Linked DNA regions of Nomascus leucogenys: region 1 is linked to region 2. The links are chromatin contacts, called in public Hi-C maps. All regions are on one chromosome and are shown on one strand. Each heading gives the region's core, a stretch centred on a gene start, on an enhancer-like site or on the middle of the called end of the contact. The rest is flanking DNA. Distances are from core to core; before and after follow the strand shown. Region 1 has its middle 150 kb from the start of CCND2. Region 2 holds the start of CCND2 (G1/S-specific cyclin-D2).

Region 1 (2,700 bases), core at 167-2,666, 150 kb after region 2:
GCAGGATCAGCGAGAAAGAGATTTCACAGGGCATCAACAGCTCAGGGGATGTTGGCTACAGGCGGGGAAAGCCCCTATATGCCCTTCTACCTGCCGCACCCACGGAGGAGGCTCAGCTGGAAGGACAGGTGCACTCCTTCCAGATTACTCTGAAATCATTGTGGGTGCCCAGTAAGCACTTCTTTGTCAGAGTCTGAGAGTAACAACTGAAAGTACTGAGGGCTCAAAATCACCTGCTCCAGTTAATCATTTCGAGGGCTTTGGTGTCGTATCCTTCCCTGAGTTACGTCTTCTTTCTCAGGCACACGTCCGTGAGGCCCCTGTGAATCTGGGTAGGTCAAACTGCACTGGGTGCGTACTTTTTGTTGGTCAGCATCTCGGTTTCTATTTCTAAAGGCAAAGGAAGTGCCTCGATTCCTCCCAAGACTTGTAAAGCCCAGCAGGGTTGGTGGCTTCTTTGCTGTGTTGCTGAAAATGGAACAGGCTGCCCTGGAGGTGGTGAGCCCCCTGCCCTGGAGGTGTTCAGCAAGATCACCTGTGACCTTGTGTGCATCCCCTTCATCGCTGCAACAACCCATGAGGAGCCCATATCATGATCACCTCCATCTCACAGATAACAGGGGCGGGTACCTGCCACACAGCAGGCTTCTAGTAACTTGGGAATCACACCACTAGCCATAGGCACAGCCTGCCAGAGGCACCATGTGGTCCACTGAGGTGGGAGCTAACTGGATAACAGTGAATTTTTTCCCTGTGGCTCAGCCTTGACGGCTCCCCCACCCCGCCTTTGACCGGGATGATCTCCCACCCAGAGATGACTTCACCTCCCTAAGCCAGACAGGACTGGATGGGAGAACAGCTGGAGAGGTGCATGCAGCACAACCTGGAAAGTGTGTGTGTGTGTGAGTGTGTGTGTGTGTGTGTGTGAGAGAGAGAAACAGAGAGAGAGAGGGTGAAAGAGAGAGAATTGCTTTTGTATGAATCTGTCTCTTTCTTTTTCTTTCTTTTTTTCAGCAAACCACAGACTGGCTACACATTCTTGGGCAGTTTCCTGAAGATGAACTTAAGATTTTGAGAGAGAGAAAAAAAAAGAAAAGAGTAGGGGTGGAGGAAGAAGTGAGGCAGAAAGTAATCAAGCTCACGTGCATGCGCGTGCGCACACACACACTCTTCACACACAACTCCTGGCAATAAGGAAGTGAGACTAGATCTTTTTCATGAATGGGCTTAACTCAGCCTTGCTGAACTTCCGCTCTCCCATTCACCAGCATTCAAATTTCACCTTCTGACCATCCCAGGCAGCTGGCTGCTGGCCCAGGAACTAAGAGCACTTTGAGATCATCCCTCTGACCACAGGCAACTTTGTGCTTGCAAGGACTTTTCTTTCCTGAACTGGTAAATTCAAAATGACCGGGGTGTTTACAGGGTACCAGGTTTGAGGGCCACTGACCCTTGGATCCCCAACCCTACCTACTGTCCTGTTCCCCCAGGACCACAGCTTACACTCTGGAAAAGCTAAGAAATGACAGCAGGCAATGCACACAGAGGAAACATTTCTGCACAGCAACTGCACAGGAGCACAGCCCAGGTGAACTCTCTGGGGAACGTTCATGCCTGCCTTAAATTAGGCTAGGGGAAATGACAGTCACCATTTTGGAAAGGACACTTTATGGCTTTTCCCATGGGAGCTAGGGAGCAATTAACTGGGGCGTGTGACCTACAAGTGTGCCATTCTTTCATATTGGGTGGGAGCCAGGCGAAGCACAGGCAGCAGTGGAAGTTTCTGTTCCCTTGAAAATCAGCCTTGAGATGCCTGGCGGGGTGTGTCCAGGCAGTGGAAGGACCGGCGAACGGTCTCGAGCAAAAGTCATTTCATGTTGCTGTGCTCCAGCTTCCTCATTTGTCAAGAGGTGGCAATAAGACCTCCCTGGGACAACCGCTGGGGTGACCCAGTGAGCTAAGGCCAAAGACCTGACTCCTCAGTGTGAATGCCCCGGGCTCATCGGCAACCCAGTTAGGGAAACCCCCTACCACCTAGAACTGACAAAGCAGCTGCCACTATTCCGAAAGAATAAGGATAGCTTTATCTCTGAACTTCCAGAAATGGTGGCTGCGACAGACTAGTGGCCCAGAAGCGAGGAAAGCGATGAGAGGCAGGCAGGGCTGGCCTGCACCAAGACCAAAGGAGGAGCAGGAGAGAAGTCAGGGTAGAGACACCACGGAGGCTCAGCTTTTCTTTTCCTGATTTCTTCCCCCCTCTCCTGTAACTCCTTCTAATGGAAGCTCAAGGAGGCAACGGAGAAAGGGACGTCCTTTTCCTGACTGCACTTTGTATCCTTAGAATCCTCACGCAGGCTCCCTGGTCCCCACACTTGGGTTATAGGGGGCTCCCAAGCCCCATGTCTTACAATGTTTGGGCCCAGAGGCAGGAGCATAGACGAGATGACCTTCAGAGTGCCCTCCCCGCTTGGAGCAAGGAGTCTTTCTCCAAGGCTGAATCTAGGGCAGCATGCTAGAGAACTGCATTCCACTCCTTGCAGCTGCTGAGCTACTGGGTCCAGCTCTGGGCACTGGGAATGGACTCGGAAATACCAGTGGGCTTTGTTTGGGCCGATTACTCACAGTACAGGAATGATATCCATTCCACCGGACTTTCTAGGAACCTGCCTGCAGCTGGAACGGTCCCTGTCCCTAGGTTCC
Region 2 (2,700 bases), core at 158-2,657:
CTGGAAACAGGCACGGGGGGCTCCAACCTCTCCTTTAGGGGTGACCCGCTATCCCCCCTACACACACCCCCTCCCCCCCTTCTTACCCCACCCAAATCTCCGCACCGAGGAAGCTGGAAAACCAAACTGTAAGTAATCTTCGTGAGGTGGGGGGTGGGGGAGAGGGCACGATTAAAAGTGGGGTGGCCGGGCTAATGGGGTGCAAGGGTAAAGCGGGCGACGTTTCCCAGCCTTTCCAAAGGGAGTTTGCAAAGCAACATGGCGAAACCACGGCAGGTCCAGAGCTGTGCATACGTGGGCACACGGCTCGCTGGGCAAAGACTTGGAGTGAGGGGCAAGAAGTGGTTCTTTTGGGTTCCCCTGAAACACACGTTTCTTCAATGGGACTTCCGGGGCTCCTGAATTCCCTGTTTCTCTCCTTCTCCCTCCTCCCTCCACCTCCCCCCTGAAGTGCCAGCGCGGAGTCGCGACCACATGCGGGGACCTGAGGCCAAGACGAATTTGCTCTGGCCTTTTGCGGGGGCTGCCTTTCTGCTCGGGGTCCCTATTTCAGGCCCCGGCTCCCTTCCTGGCCGCAGCGCAAGCAGCCGCGGCGGCTTCGCAAAAGACAGGTCGCGAGGCGGGTGGGAAGAAGAGGCAGCCACATGCAGGCACACGCGCGCGGGATGCTCCCCCACCCCCGCCCGGGACAGCCTCGCTTCTCCCAGATTTTCCTCCCCCCTCTCCCCCCCCAGTTTATCTGGAGAGGAACAGAAATGAAGCCACGCGTCTCGCCCAAAGGCGCGCGGTAACCTCCCGCACAGGAGCTGGGAGCCGGCGCGGGGACTGCCCTCTCCCAGGTTTAGGGCTCCAGCCGGGGACCCGAGAATCCGGAGGGGTCCTGGCTCCTAGCGAGCGCCGCCCCCCGACCTACCTCCAGCATCCAGGTGGCCACCATTCTGCGCATGTAGGGTTGGATGTCTTTCTGCACGCACTTGAAGTAAGAGCACTGCGGAAGGTAGCGCTCCTCGATGGTGAGCAGGTTCTGCAGGACGCGGTCGTCTTGGAGCAGGTTGCGGTCCCGCACGGCCCTGCGGACCGGGTCCACCTCGCAGCACAGCAGCTCCATGGCGAGCCCGGCGACCCCTCTTCTCTCCTGCTCTCTCCGGTCTGGAAAAGTGTTTTTCTGGTTTTGTTTTTTGGAAGGGGAGGGGAAAGTGTTCCCCTTACCTCCTTCCTTTGGCTAAATAGGGGGTTTTCGGGGGAGAGGTGAGGGCAGAGAGAGAAGGTGGAGCAGAAGAGAGGCGAGGACTGGGTGGTGGGCGAGCAGAGCCTCGGGGCTGCCTCACTCGCACCGGTCCTCCCCTTCAAACTGGTCTCGCTCTCCCCTGCTCGCTCTTCTCCGCTCTGAGGCGGTGACGCAAGCTGGCTGGGCAGTTAGCTCTCCTCCCTCTCCCCGCGCTCCCCGCTCTGGTTCCTCCTCCCCTTCCCTCCCCTCCCGGTCCTCCCCTCCTCCTTTCAATCTCTCCCTCCCTCCCTCCTTTTCCCCTCTCGTTATTAAGGAGAACAGCAGCTGGCCCGACCTAACTTCAAACGCGGTCCCCCGCCACCCCCCACCCCTCTCCCTCCATCCAGCCCTGCATGCCAGGGGCCCCGGACAGGGCAACCCACAAAAAACTACCGATTCCTATTTCTGCCCTCTAATTTCACTCATTCTGTAGGTGTAGCAAGCCAAAATACGACCCTTCAACTTTGGCTTCTTCAAAACGGATCCTAATTCTCCTGCCCTTGTATTTAAGATCCAGGAATGTAGGGTAGATTATTTGAAGATGGGGTGACCTCAGACAATTTAGAAATAGATCGCTTAAGTGAAAAATAAGGGAGGGGGTGATTTTAGAAAATAGCAACCTCGCATACCCGGAGATAAAGGTCATGTCCCTGAAGTTTGTGATCCTGATAACTTCGAAGCTGTTTCAAAAGCCCCGATTAAAGGGACCAGAACAACGTCCCTTCTGCCCCCCTGCAGAGTGTGTGCAGAGGAAGAAGAGGGAGGGAGGGGTGGGTGTTAGGAAGGAAGGGGGATGCTTCTCTGGAGGGACAAAATGTGATCCTCGAGCAGAAACCATCGTGTTTCTGGGGGCTCTTCGGGCGCCGTGGGGCGACGCGGTGCAGCGTCTAGGGCCGCCGCAGGCCGGGGGCAGGGCTCCCAGCGGTTCCTCCGCGGCCAGCGGCCACGCAGGAAAAACCCGCTTCCTCGCCCCTGCATCTGTTGACAAGCCGCCCGAGGTGTCTGCGCTGAGCGTGGCCACACCGATACAGCTTTCTAGGAAATGGCCCGGGAGGGGGAGGGGGCGAGTGAGGGATTAGGTCTGGCTCCCCATCGCTCCCCCTGCACAAACACCACCACCCCTTCCTTTCCCCGGAGGCATGAGGCCTCCACCCTCGGTCCTTCGCCCGCATCCTCGCCGACCCCTCCGGTTTCGCGCCTCACTCGCCAGGCTTTCTCCCTGGGAGCCGACTGCGGTGAAGTCGCCGCCAGCACGGTCGGCCCTGACACGTGCTCTAACGCATCCTTGAGTCAAGGCTGTCTTTACAGGAGATATGATCTGGTGGCGTTTCTTCACCTCCTTCCTCCTGTCACCCCCCACCCCCACCCCGCCCTTTGGTGTATTTCACTCCAGGAGGAAGGGGAGAGACCAGCGCCCTGATGTGCTGGCCAGG

The links. Hi-C and Micro-C count contacts between places; a contact is called where the count stands out from the background.
Region 1: a contact with region 2 is called in a Hi-C map of a lymphoblastoid cell line, with 6 times the contacts expected there. The contact joins the enhancer-like site here to the promoter of CCND2 in region 2. A contact is called at or near these places in 3 of 4 Hi-C or Micro-C datasets (a lymphoblastoid cell line and an unstated tissue).

Annotation. Positions count from the first base shown.
Region 1 is chr23:28,549,390-28,552,089 of Asia_NLE_v1, forward strand. It overlaps the pseudogene LOC105738858. Among named protein-coding and RNA genes, the nearest start is that of CCND2, 150 kb to the left of the region's middle. Within about 2 kb of position 1,417, the one cell type or tissue checked has an H3K27ac peak away from gene starts, as active enhancers do. A contact at or near this core is called in a lymphoblastoid cell line, where this site is marked.
Region 2 is chr23:28,402,920-28,405,619 of Asia_NLE_v1, forward strand. It overlaps CCND2 (G1/S-specific cyclin-D2), which reads right to left and starts at 1,408. Exons shown (of 5, transcript XM_030804440.1): 1 at 914-1,408. The coding sequence starts at 1,108. All of the region lies in intron 1 of LOC115832878 (a long non-coding RNA gene), which reads left to right.